Linked DNA regions of Zea mays: region 2 is linked to region 1. The links are chromatin contacts, called in public Hi-C maps. All regions are on one chromosome and are shown on one strand. The core of a region is the stretch at or near the end of the contact, and the rest is flanking DNA. Distances in the headings are between cores, read along the strand shown. Region 1 holds the start of LOC100284298. Region 2 holds the start of LOC100216981 (Stomatal closure-related actin-binding protein 1).

Evidence for each region. A called contact is a pair of places that touch in the nucleus more often than the background predicts.
Region 2: a Hi-C map of leaf shows a contact between it and region 1, with 7 times the contacts expected there. The contact joins the promoter of LOC100216981 here to the promoter of LOC100284298 in region 1. A contact is called at or near these places in 2 of 25 Hi-C or Micro-C datasets (endosperm and leaf).

What each region holds. Positions count from the first base shown.
Region 1 is chr7:178,339,141-178,346,009 of Zm-B73-REFERENCE-NAM-5.0, forward strand. It overlaps LOC100284298, which reads right to left and starts at 4,068. Exons shown (of 8, transcript NM_001157193.2): 1 at 3,880-4,068; 2 at 3,714-3,781; 3 at 2,677-2,796; 4 at 2,529-2,602; 5 at 2,148-2,199; 6 at 1,959-2,060; 7 at 1,737-1,845; 8 at 1-564. The coding sequence starts at 3,971. The coding sequence ends at 444. It overlaps LOC100193174 (chaperonin), which reads left to right and starts at 4,304. Exons shown (of 3, transcript NM_001138329.1): 1 at 4,304-4,546; 2 at 5,249-5,391; 3 at 5,828-6,124. The coding sequence starts at 4,442. The coding sequence ends at 5,876.
Region 2 is chr7:178,513,372-178,520,240 of Zm-B73-REFERENCE-NAM-5.0, forward strand. LOC100216981 (Stomatal closure-related actin-binding protein 1) reads left to right here and starts at 4,150. Exons shown (of 13, transcript NM_001143360.1): 1 at 4,150-4,248; 2 at 5,217-5,527; 3 at 5,800-5,928; 4 at 6,101-6,193; 5 at 6,653-6,793. The coding sequence starts at 5,240.

The DNA of each region.
Region 1 (6,869 bases), core at 2,818-5,317:
TACATGCTACTGCACCAAGCACGAAAAACTCATGGTAATCCAGAGCCTTTTACAGAGTTCAGACCAAGCATCTGCAACCCATACATGATGGCACTGCTTTCAGCAACTCCTTGTCACAGGAACTTTCACAGTCTGGTCATCTCACCGATAGATAGATAGATAGTCCGAGAAAGTTGTAGCACGCATCTTACATCTTATATATTAGCTTAAAGGATGGAGCAGTTGAACAGTAGAAAGCCACACCAAATGGGCGCATGAATCAAAGACCATCATCGGCTAATGTTCTTACTGTGGTGCCTCCTCCTCTACAGAGATACAACTGACACAACTCCAGCTCATCATGATGCGGAACTTCGATTTTCCCGCTAAAAGGAAGTTACACAGGACTTCATGACGAATAACCACTCAAGCACTTCGACAAAGGAGAGTCGAAGGACGGACTGTCATTTCAGGGTAATGTCAAATATGACTCCTTCAAGATTCGAGATGGTTGTTCTTGTTCCGTTCACTTCTTCAACACGCATTCCATGCTTTTCAGCTTCCTTGAGTACTAGTGCATCCATGCTAGTCATCAATGAGAAAGAATTAGCTTAATGAAAAGCATGACCAAGTTTGTATTGGAATTAGAACCAACAAAAAATAGAGATAGCCCAATTCCTCCCCTAACTGTCCTGTAATGCAGTCCTTTTTAACAGTACATTCTGGACATACCAAACAATGAGTCTAGAGTACGCAACCAGTTATAGTAGTTGTCAGTAAACGATAATATAAACTACTGCAAGCCAACCAATGTATGCAGTTTGCTCATGAATGCAACTGTAAACTCAATTTTACGCACAAGTGCAATGGACAAACAATTGCAGAATATCTCTGACAGGTAACAAGCTGGGAATGGGTGACATACGAATTGTTTGCCTGTGAACCAGGACTTCTGTTATTGTATATACCATTCTGAAGTAAAAACTTCGCTGCAAAGTACATACCTCTTCCATTTTTAGATCCATGGTTTATGGATTAATATAATGTTTCAGTTAGTTGGAGATGCTATGTACTTCTCCCTGATTTGTTTTCTCTGAGGTACTCAGGCACATGTACTTATAATCACAATTTTCTAATCTAATTGATTTACAAACTTGACAAAAGAGTATTGTCATCTTAGCTACCTTTTTGTGTTAAGTGGACAAGTGGTTCAAAACTCCACGTCTAAAAAAAACTGACCCCTGCAGAAAGCTTCCCCCCAATTTTTTCTTTACGAAAAAAATCTCAAACCACAGGGTCAAGAAAAGGCAACAAATCCAAGATATTAAATAGCTCAGGGATTGCCTTTTGAGTACAGGGAGTTCAACTCCCGACCGTAGGCCCAACACTAACTCCCCTACCACTGCACTATGAACACGTTCTTTTCGAAACACTATGTCATAATGGCATTCTGTTAACTCAAGCAAATATAAATAAATATAACTGGAAAATTATACCAAACCCAAAACATATGAAAAATTGTCACCTATCCTTAATCATGTACTAGACAAAGAAAATTCAACTTAGACATTACAAAAACAACAACTAAGAAGTCAACTGTAATTGATTACAGTTCGGCAATTGAGACAAACACTGAGTTGATCTCTAAAACATGGAAATTATGACGAACAGTATTTGCGGACAGTTTTTATATGCCAAAAAAACCCATCTATTCAAATATAAATGAGAAAAAGACAATAAATAGAGAAAATACATACACTTTAGTTCGGGATACATAAGCCAATATGAATCTGCATTTACCAGCTTGAATACGAACAATCCTCTCTACAGTATCAAAGAGGCAGGAAATGCTAGATTGCTGGAAGCTTTCTGCAAGTCAAGGTCCACAAACTGCAAGGGTTGCTACATATCAAATGAATGGAAGACAAAGGCCAGAGCCTTAAAATAAAAACAGTTAAGTAGGAAAATTTCAAGGATATAAATATCAGCTCCAAGAACAAGATCAAATCCACCAGGATGTTTTTCAATAATACCGCTTAAATGATCTGAGTTTCCCCACTCTAGTTTCTCGGCTGTCAACACTGCAATAGAATTACAATTATAGATCTCATTATGAAACACATTTCAGTTTCTGTGAATGTTGAAGTTAAGGGGTGGCAACCTCTAACCTGCATGTGCATTCTCAGAACATGACTGCAACTCTATATTTTTCTTTATAATCTGCAAAGTCAATCTTCAGTATAAATATGTGTAGCACTTGAATTGAATAATAAGGAATGATGCAAGTATAAAAGGTAACTGCATCATTTATGCTCTACCACCCTTCTAGCACTTCATTCAAGACAGAGACAGTACACTGGACACAAAGGTATGCAGTGACTATTGCCATACAGATTGCCACATGTCCTTGTCTATCTGTTGTAAACTGTATGCATTTATCTAAATAGACAAAATTGCTAAAACGAAAATCTCAATGGTACTTCGTTCTATAATTTCTGTATGAAGCTATGAGGTATCAGTGAATGAATTCCTAAACAATTGAACCTTGCCTCCAGAACTTCATCATTGTGATCAGTCAAGACAACCTCCTTGCAGAAACGGCTACACAATATGCCAGTAATGCCTACAGCAAGTCATAATATAGTCAGCTTTCATACGACCAAAGACTCGAGGGAGCACGACAGTGAATTCTCTCACCAATCCCAGATCCTAGCTCAACTACTGAACATCCCTTCACAATTTCAGGGTGTTGAGATAGGTAGTTGTTCATAAGGACTGCCCCTGGCCACACTAACTGTCCAGTAAGATCAAAATCAGCTGCATCAATCATTAAATTGCCTGTCAGTGGCGCTGCCATGACAAGGAATCAATGAGAACAGGCATCATATACTGCGAGGAATCTACCAACAGAATTAATGCTGTGATGTTGAGGCTTAAATAAAATCATCCATATCATCACAGAACCAGTGGAACGGGACTTTAGAAGCCAAAATTTATCTTTATGTTGACAATTGGCTATAAAAGACAGCATGAAGGGATTGAACAAGACATAACAGTCATCTAGTGACAAGAAATCCTATTATTTGTTTAAACACGAGGAATGTGAGGCTTTTGGTGTCCCCATATAGAGTACTGGAATGACAGGAGGGGTTCTCATACAAGGTAAGGTAAAAGTGGTCCTTCGTCACATGATTCATGATTGTGTAATGAACATCCGACGTTGCTGCTATGAAAGCCAAAATAAGAAAATGAACAAAAACACCTGTCACAACAATATCTCGAGCACCACGACATCGAAACAAGGCAACAGGGCATAGCATATGCATACTACAGGCTCCAGTAACAGCCGATTCAGCAAATGAAACAGCAAGCGCAGAATTTATCACCGATAACTGCATCCACTGTACAAGCACTGCAGGATCAAACAGAACAGTTGTGTTGCCGGTAGCCATACCAGAAATGGGTGAACATATTGAGCAGTAAAATACTGCACTCTATCAACCATACCCAGCGACCCTTATACTAGCTCCCCAGTACCCTGGCCTTGTACTAGCTCACGGGTTTCTTTGGAATTTGTAATAATAGATGGTTTAGTGCAAAACCCTTGCAGCTAAAAAAATACTCCTTAGTTCATGAAGCTAACAAATGATAGTAGAACAACTCCACAACCCATTTTACAAAACAAATCCATTACTGTGCAAGGAACAAATCTATGATGAGTAAGAAGCACTGACTGGAAGCGGCGCGGAGGCAGAGGAGGCGCAACTCGTGGGATCCGAAGGTGAAGGTCGTCATCTCGTAGCTGCCCGCGTCGACAAACCCAGCAAACGAAACCAATCCTCAGCTCTCCACCACGCTAGACCACAGAACGAACCGACGGGTAACGGACGACGCGCATACCTGCGGTCCACGAAGAAGGAAGGATCCAGGCAGACAATGTCGTCCTCCTCTTCCTTCTCCTCCCGCTTCCTCAGGCTTCCGGAGTCCGCCATCGTTCGCCGAATTTCTCCGCGCCGCCGCCGCCGCCGCCGCCGGCAACAAGACTACTGCAGTGGAGGTGCCGCGGTGTCACTCCCAACTCCCAAGCTTAACCCACCTGCTGGATTGGGCCGCTGGATAAATGGTCCGTGGGCTTTCAACGACACATCAATAAGCAGAAGCTCATGCTTAGCGGGCTCCAAAACGCTTGACAGTGGGCCACCTGGATACATGAGGCTCGGCCCAGATCAGTTAACGAGGAACGTTCTAGAGGGCACCCGAGAGGCCGGCGCACGTTGCGTTGGCGCGGCGAACGATCTCAAAGGGGCAGGCTCGTAATTTTTCCGCTGCGCCGGCGTCTGTCCATAAAACCCTAAAACCTCCGGCTGATCGGTTGGTGTTGAGGCGAGTGGAAGCTTCGAGTTTTTTTTTTCTTCCTTTTGGCTTACTGCGCAAGAAGAAGGGTAACAAGAGGACGGCGGCGATGGCGAAGAGGCTGCTCCCATCTCTGAACCGGGTGCTGGTTGAGAAGCTGGTGCAGCCCAAGAAGACCGCCGGCGGCATCCTCCTCCCGGAAACATCCAAGCAGGTAGCACCATCGTCCGCTACGTTGTTTTTTAGTAGTTTAGGGGATTCAGTTTCCGGCGGGACGTTTAGATCATGGTGTCGGGCAAGGTGTTCCGCGCCGTCGCTTGCCGAACTGAAAACGGCTGCAGCAGTTGGGCGATTTGGATCGCTTTTGTAGGTTACCAATAGTTGTAAGCAGCTAAAAATTTCTCACCATGCTTCCTCCCTCTGGTGAATTTATGTATGTTTGGGTTGTGATTAGCTCTATGTTATTCAGATTGCTTGGTTTAGGCTGCCATTCTTAACTTTAGCTATAACAATTTTATCGTTCAAGCAGTCATGTTATGTTTTTTTATTAAGGGTAGATTTATATACTAGAGTACTTGTGAAATACTAGCATGTTTATGGCTACCTGCAGTTCCAAACTGTTCTGTCCCATTGTTTTGACCGCATTGTCTGTGGGATCTCAGTAAGATACATTACTTGCTATTTTCAAGTTTTTACCTGAAAATGTACCTCAGTAAGATACATGACTTGCTATTGTCTGTGGGATCCCATTGATTTCCTGTTTGACGGTATTTCTTGTCTTTCAGAATTCAAATAAGGATTTTACTTATCAATTAGCATTCAATTCAGCACTGTATTTTGGTGTGTTCGACTGGAGAAACTAATTATTGTGGGTGTAGAATCAATTCTCTGCTTGACAATGTTGCTCTTGTTGCAGCTGAATGCTGCTAAAGTGGTGGCTGTTGGCCCTGGTGAGCGCGACAAGGCAGGCAATCTGATCCCAGTTGCTCTGAAGGAAGGTGACACTGTTCTCCTGCCAGAGTATGGTGGAACTGAAGTTAAGCTTGCAGCTGATAAAGAGTAAGAAAACCATTCTTCTCTGTTTCAGTACGTACGTCGTGTTATACTGCTAGTGCATGATTAATTTCTCAATTAGGCACACAATAGAACTGTTGCACTTATAAAAAATGTCTTGCAGCTGTATTATTTGCTGTCCTATGAAATCATCAAAATATATGCTGAACAGGCAAACCCATGATATGATGTGGAATCATGATAGTGACTGTTTTAATTGTGTCAAATGTTGTGTTGGTGATAGGCTGTTTGATACTGCATGTCAACTATGCCTTTTGCGACTTAGAAAAAAAATGATGCATCTTAACCTTTGTTCGCTAACTGGCAACACAATCAGTTGTGGTCGCAAATACCAAGTCAACTGTTTGTTGGATTCTTATCATTGAAGATTGTTTTTTTCCTTCTGTTTAATGCCATTTAACCTCTTCTGAAAAATCTTCAGGTACCTCCTCTTCAGAGAGCACGACATTTTGGGCACACTTGTGGACTGATTCAGAGCATCAGCAAGCCTGTCACTAGTCGTTGGTTCTAGACTTCTAGTGTGAGATGCGTAGTATCAGATTCTGGGATCAAAATCCCTAAGAACTCTGAACTGTCGTGATGTCATAGATTTTGTGATGAAACATCATAATTGCCTGCTTCTTGTTGCAAGCGAACTTTTGCGTTTAAAATGGTTCCCTAATATTGTGTTCGCCACTCTGTCCCTGGTTGCAATGCTCTCTAGTTTACGTTGGCTGTTGATTGGATTTACAGTATGTACTTCTTATGGTGCACGGGATCGATTACTTGTGAACCTTTGCACAATCATCAAAGGCGATGTTGCCATGCTGCTATAGCGCTACTCCCTCGATCCCCAAAATAATTTAGGGAGTGTTTGGTTTCTAGAGAGTAATTTTTAGTTCCTTTATTTTAGTGCATAAATTATTAAATATAGAAACTAAAACTCTATTTTAATTTATGTATTGACAATTTAGAGATTAAAATGGAATAAAGTGGTGAGACTAAAAATTAGTTTCTAGAAACCAAACAACCTCTTAATTCTAATTTCGAAAATTCGTACAAGTCGAACTATCTTAATTTAAATTTGACCAACTTTATAAACTAGAATCCGTTTAGTTTGACTAACTCTAGCTTAGAATCGTGTAAGTCGAATTCTAATTTTATAGGAAAAAGTGAGAACATCTATAATATCAATTATTTTATGGTGTACCTAATGATATTGATGTGATACGTGGATTTTTTAAAAAAAATATTTGATTCAAAATAACTCTAATAATTTATTATTTAGAGACCGAAGTACTAAAAACATCAAAATTAGGTAAGATGAGATGTGGTGAAATGTGGTAAGGGCATCTACTCATGTAGAGCCTCTAGATAGGATTTTCCATATAACTAAGGGCCCCTTTGGTAGGACTTATTTTTCAGCTTCGGCTCTAGCTCATGCAAAAGTTGTGTCAAACACCTCCTTTTCAAATGGCTTCATA
Region 2 (6,869 bases), core at 2,900-5,399, 170 kb after region 1:
AAAATTTCGGTTAACCGAGTGCCCAGTCCTAGTGGCAGAGCTCCGTAAAAATAACGTCTCTGCCCACTCTACAAATACAATGTTGTATTACTCATCATTTAAATTTTCGCACTTTAGGGTAATAATATTTAAAACAATTTAGTGGAACTATAGCAGATAGAGAAAGCGAATCAGATATTTGAAAACAATTACTCACAATAGAGGAGAATCACGGGCACATGGCAGCAGGCAGTCAACAATCAGCACACAGCGCTCGTCGCTCAGGTGGTCGCTGCCCATTGGCCAGGGAGGCGCTCCACCCTCGCCTATGAATAAGAAAAGAAAGAGAATCAGGTTGAGAAAGTTGTATAGTTTGGGAGAAGATGTAATGGCAGGGGCAGATTTGGGCGGTGGCGCGGCGCCAGTGCAAGCCGCGCGTGTCATTGCTATATGGTCACAGGGACGCTGGAGGCAGACTGGCGGAGGTGGAGGTCAAACTGGCGGTGGTGGATGCCTGAGACAGAGCCCGTCCGCCCGCCTCGGAGGTTGCTGCCTTGTGCCCTTGCCGAATTCGTAGAGTCTGAAGGCGTGGAGAGCGATAGAGGACTGAATGAAGGCGGTCGCGCCGCTGGCAACATAGGAAACGCAGCCGCGTAAGTTTGCGAAATAATTGGAAGAGCCTATGTTCTAGTGACTTGAGCGACTGAGGGAGGCCGCCGGCGCTAGGCTCAATCGGTGCAAATAGGAGGTCTTTTGGGCCATATTTTTAGACTGAAATGTATTTTGCGTTAGATTTTTTTGTTGAAAAAAGACCTATATACAAAAAGATTTTTGGGCTACACACCGGGCCACGACCTAGATAGTCCGAGCCCCAAATCCGCCCCTGCCTGTTCAGATCCTAGGACCTAAAGCAAAAGTAACTAAACTTTAGCCACACTTGCTTTAGTTCCTGACAGACCCTAAAAGTATTCATGCTGCCCCCATCCATCATTTGTGGTTTCCATCGTTTTATTGGATATTCCTATGCTGTCCCGTTGAAATATGTTTCTTTTCTTTGAGTCCACATCTTTTATTTCTGCTAGATAGCCTTTAGAAAAACTAGAAACTAGAGGTGATCAGTTGCATGCTCATATATCAGGAAAGCACTGCGTAGAAAGGGAGGTAGGCTATGCACGGCCACTAGATTTCTGTTTTTTTTTCTTCCTATTTCGATTTGTGCGTATAAAAAATGGCCATTTGGTTCTGGCGCTCGTTTTTGTTTTTTCAGGATGCTACCACATCTATGATTTATCCATCAATGCAAGACTATCTTTATAAACTCAGATAAAAACGGAGAAGTTAAGCTTAGAGGCCATTTGGAATGGCTCTTTGATCTCGATGGGACGGAGCCCTGCCATTTTCATCAACGGTGACAGCACCGGCTTCTACGCCTAGCTAGCTTTGTATCGCTGTTCTCTCTTCTCGATCACAGTGTCACCTCTAACTCAGCATAGTCCACACCACGTAAGCCACATCCTACCTCGACGTCAAGATTTATGACGTTAGCTAGGTGTCACATCGGTTGCCAACTCGACCCGTCTAGCGGAGCAGGCACCTCGGTGCCATGGCTTATGGCGCCGAGTAAAGGTCTAAATCTAGAATTAGTTTTTCCGAAGGTTTAAAACGATAATTTTTTAATAAAAATGGTTAAAATGTAAAAAATTCAGCTCAGCCTCCCACACTCACGCAGCCAACCGCCGTTCTTCAAGGTTGCGTTCCTGGAGCCCGAGCGCACGCGCAAACTTGCCTTCCGCATGCGTTCACCCAACCATGGAATGTGTTGCAGGAGAATCTTTTGCAAGTGCGCGCTTCAAGCTTTATGTGTAGAAGTTTGTCCAAGCCGTTCGTGTGATCTGATAAGGATGTGATGCAAATGCAATTCTCTTCGGGCTTGAGATGGTTGCAGTGTTGAAATTTATTTGTTTCAGTCAGCATCATAGTTTCAGGCACAGGGTTTGCAAGCCTCTTGGATTTTTTTTTTTCTCCATGTACCATCAAATAAAAAGTATAGAGGAGTTGTTTTACCAAACCATTTTGATTTTGTAAAAGACAATGCGTCTATTGAAGAGATACTTCTTTGAAGGAGTTGAAGCCGGAGCCATTTTTCAGAGGAGCCTACAACCTACGAGATTTGAGAACGGATGTAGCGTAGTTTAGCGAGTTGTTCGCTTGGTTTTAATCCGAAATAGATTCTATTATTTTTACAGTATTTTGTCTCTATATATTAGAGCAGTAATAGCAGTACGAATAGCTAGATTTAATATGAAGCGAATTGCCGGTAGAGTTCTTCTACGTCTGAGAGGGAGAGACCGAGAGAGAGTGTGTGTCTAAACATTATTCATCTGAACCGTTGGACGCTTGGAAGTGCTGTAGCTACAGCTCATGTGCCACAGCAGCGATGTTGTAGCGTGCGAGAGAGGCATTGGGGACCAGTAGCAGCAGTACAAGTACGAACGCTGCACCTAAACGGCGGCGGGCAACTTTTTCTTTTTTGGTCTGATGGCCGCACGCGCAGGCGCACCCATGGACAGGGCGGCGTCAGCTCCGCCGTGCTCAGGTCAGCTGAGAGGCGGTGAGGGAAGTAGGGAACAGAACAGCGGAGAGGGCCGGTCGAGGATATGTGTCATAGGGGATGTGCTCTGCAGTACTAGAATATAATAATATAAGTTAATTATCTATTTCTTTCAATCAGCTTAATCTTTTAAGTTGAACTTATTATTATATACAACTTAATATGATATCATAATTAGAAGTCGTAAGTTTGAATCAATTAAAATAGAATAATTATTACTCGCTTCTTTTTTCATGAGGGATAATGTTAAAATATAATATAAGTAATTTATCCATATCTTTTTAGTAGTATAAGATTTTGAATTGAATTAGCTGGTGCATAGTGCATGTAAATTAATATTCGCCGTAAATTGGATTATCCAACGCCAATGCGATAGAAAGAGTCGGATACGCATAAGTACATACATGGAGATCTCCGACGCGACACCGACCGCAACGACCGTGACTCCAGCCAGTATCGGCGGTGGCTGGGCGTGCAGGAGACCGCAAGACACATTGTCGCCCACAAGTTTCCGGACCGCACTTGGGCGGCGCTCGTGGACTCCAACGACTTCCTGCTCTGCGCTCTTTGCTTGCTTGACAGCTGCGCGCCAGCGCCCCTTGTTGCGTCTGAGAAGTCGAGTGCTCCCGGATTTTCATTTCCCCCCACCCCGCCGCGCTCACCGGTCCGTGCCGTGCCGTCCAACCGGATCAGGCCATCCTGTTTGGATCACGATTCCCCCCTCCTCCTGCGGCTCTGTTCCTTGTTCCAACTCTTCTCTTCTCACACGTGTCGTGTTTGGACAATGGGTTCTGGCTTCTGGGACAGCTGCATGCCACGGTAGTATAGCAGCAGCAGCAGAAGCAGTTCGAGTGGCGGCTGCATGCAGGGGTAGGATTCAAAGGAAAATCACTAGGAAGTAGTACAGTACTCCCGAGCATCAGAACCGTCTCTTTTTATGTTACCGTTGTCCCATCCCTGAACCAGTGAACCAAAACAGATCATTTTGACATCAGTTCTAGCCCCATCCATGGTCCATGGACGTTGAATGGGTTCATGTTCATGATGGCCGGGCTAGCCAACGGTAGTGGCTGTTGTTTAAGGATAATCGGTGACCTTGTGACCCAACCCAACCTTGTGCATAGGAATAGGATAGGTCTACTCTTCCCATCCCAATCCATCCATACAGAAAAAGTTTCAGAGCAGGCCGGTGGTGGCCGCCAGTCGCCAGCGTCTCGGGCCCACGCCACGTTGACGCCCGCCATCTCCGGGCACCGCACCGCTCCACAGACGCTCCCCTACCCCGAATCCACTCCGTCCGATCGGGATCCGACGCTCCGCGGAGGGAGGATCCCGAATCCCTCGGCGCAACGTGCTGGGTGGTCCGCTTTGCTTTGCGGGCCGTGGGAGTAGGTGGGGGCCCACTCCGGTCAGGTCGGGCGCATCTGTCCCGTTCCGGTCCGGATCGCACCCTCGCCTCGCCTGCCTGACTTCAGTACTGGCTGGCTCACTGGCTCCGCCGGATCTTCTACTCCAGCCTGCCCGCTCCTCCTCCTCCTCCTCCTCGGTATCCATCCGCTCCCGCCTTCTCATTCCAAAGCTCGCCCCGCGTCGCCGCCCCTCCGCGGATCCTCCCTCCCCTTCCCTCGTGTGCTCCGGCGGCATTCTCCTTCCCGCTGGTAAGGAAACGCACGCCTCGTTCTCTCTGATGGGTTCCACATTTCCGCTTGTTCCGATGCAACCTCGTCCGTATCCACCACTGCCCTCCGCGCCGCCACCGGGAGAAGCTAAGCTGCTCGCATTCTCAGTCCTCACGGGGTTTCAGGTGCCAACTTCCTGTATCTACCAAGTACCAACGCGGCTTATGCGGAAGGAAAATGGCCGGAAACGGTGGGTGCCGTACGGCTGTACCTCATCGTCCGGTGTTGGTTGCCTCTGAGCTGAGGTACCACTTCGAGGTCAAGTTTCGTGTGAAGTGAAGCTGTGGATCGACTAGGTGCCGGTGCCGCCACTCGAGTACTACATATTTGCTAGGCCAATGCGTTTCAGCATGGCCTTTTTGCCTCCCCTAAGAACTGCATTGTTCTTTTTTTAAATTTTTTTTACACTTCGTTCGGGAATTCCAACGCGTGCCTGTTCGCTGCTGTATGTATGCCAAAATTTCGCTTTCGACCATCCTAGTAGTTCGTCCGGTAGTCCCTTTTCTGGTTGATTAACACTGCAGGGCCGTACATGGAAGTCCTCCCAACTCGGTGGACAAGCTTGCACTGGCTAGTCCTGCTGTCTAACTGTCCCGTTGAGTGGAGTTCAAGGCACTCATGTTAGTAGCGCTGCTCGGTTCTCCTGAACTAGCTATTGCTTCCGCGGTGGATTTGGATTCCTGTTCAGTGGACTAGTGCTGGGCAGTACTCCATTGTCATGTGATCCTTTGCGCATCGCATCTCATAAGGGTCGCAGTTTTTATCTGCTAGCACAAGCATTCACCTATGCGTTGTAATTGCTCTTCTGGCTTCCCCGCCTTTTGTCTTCTCTCAGGTTCTGCATTGCAGCTTTATTTTGCTGTTAATTTTAGCTATCCCTTGAATGGCACTTTTAGCTGGGTCCAATTGCTATTTTTTGGTGCACTAATTCTCTCACTTTTGTGCAGCCAGGGTCGAGGATTTCTTGTAGATGACTCGAGCTTCGACTATCGATTTCGGACGGCGGAAGCAGAGCGAGCTCTTCGGCTCAGGGCCACTGCGTCCAGCAAACATCATCAGAAATAAATTCCCCACCTACAAGAATGGTTCGAATGGGATTGTTATCAAATTGGCCGATGGCCCAGAAATGCCATCTCTCAAGGAGGCCGTTGCCAAGGAGGCAACAGATCTGCTTGATAGGTGTCAGCGCCCTTCAGTCCGAGAGCTCACCATGAAATTCGAGAAGGGCTTTAACACAGCTACCTTGCTGTCTAATGAGGTCTGGACACTAGCCGTTTAGTTCCTTGATACCTGTTTAAAATTTGGTCAAGTTGACTTCCCTATTTTTAGATCTGTTTACCGGGCTAGGCCTCCATGTTGTACACATACAAACTCTTTAGCTGTAGTAGCAGACTATATGGTTCTATTAGTACCCCTTCTGTTGTTAGTGTAGTAGCAGACTAGCAGCGTAACTATAAACTGGAGTATTAACACAAGGTGGAAAAATATTCAATTATTGTATATTCCATTTTAATTGCTTTTAACACACAGGCTAAATGGAGACATGCGGCTTTATTGGAGCGGGACATCCTTCTAAAGGATCTTAAAAGTGTGTTGGAATCGCTGAGAGGTCGAGTAGGGGGCAAAAATAAAGATGAAATCGTGGAGTCTCTATCTATGGTTGGTTTCTCGCTTTAAACATAACCAGATCTTGCAACAATGTTGTTATTTTGGTCAATGTTTATTACTTTTGAATTTGACGGCTTGTTTACCTCCTATCATATGTATATATTTAGCTATGTGCTAAATTTATCACTTTTGTAGACACTTTAATAGTTTCAAACTTTCATAGGTGGATATTTTAGCCATTGAGCTATCCAAAAGAGAAGATGAGTTGCTCCGGCAAAAAACAGAGGTCACAAAAATTGCAGACACGCTGAAACTGGTCAGTTCAAATTTCTAGCACCAACTTCATACCTTCATGCTATGATGATCTGAGATAGATGATCATGATCTAATATATGCACCTGATATGTTCCCTTTTTCTTGATATGAGATGTGACCATTAGGATACCAGTACATGTGAGAAGCTAATTTTAGTATCACGGGACATTTAATGTTGATTGTCTGTATATTTTCTTGAGGTAACAGGAGGGATCGGGTCTCTACTGATTAACTATATATTAAAAAGAGGGTAAAAGTTACAAGAACTAAAAAAGAAAGAACAAATTACAACAGGGATTGCGGCCATTCCTAAGGGGCAGTACTTAGATAGATGTCTCCATGTTTTTTGTCCTGTGATATTATTTTCTTATATAGAAGCACACTCAAGCTCTATCCGTTTGATGTTGCATTCTGTTCATTCTTCTCAAGCACTATTATCTTTTTCCGGTCTTGCAAATAGGCTTCTACAGATGCCAAGAGAATTATTGACGAAGAAAGAGCCAATGCTCGGTTGGAGATAGAAAGTGCTAAAGCTTCTGTACAAAAAATTCAATCAGCACTTAAAGAGCAGGAACTTTTTTCTCAAAGAACTGGGAAGCAGGTTAGTGATTTCTAGAGATTGAATAGAGCTCCGCCCCTCTGGTTTCTTCAAAACTATTGCGGCGCCTTCATACTAT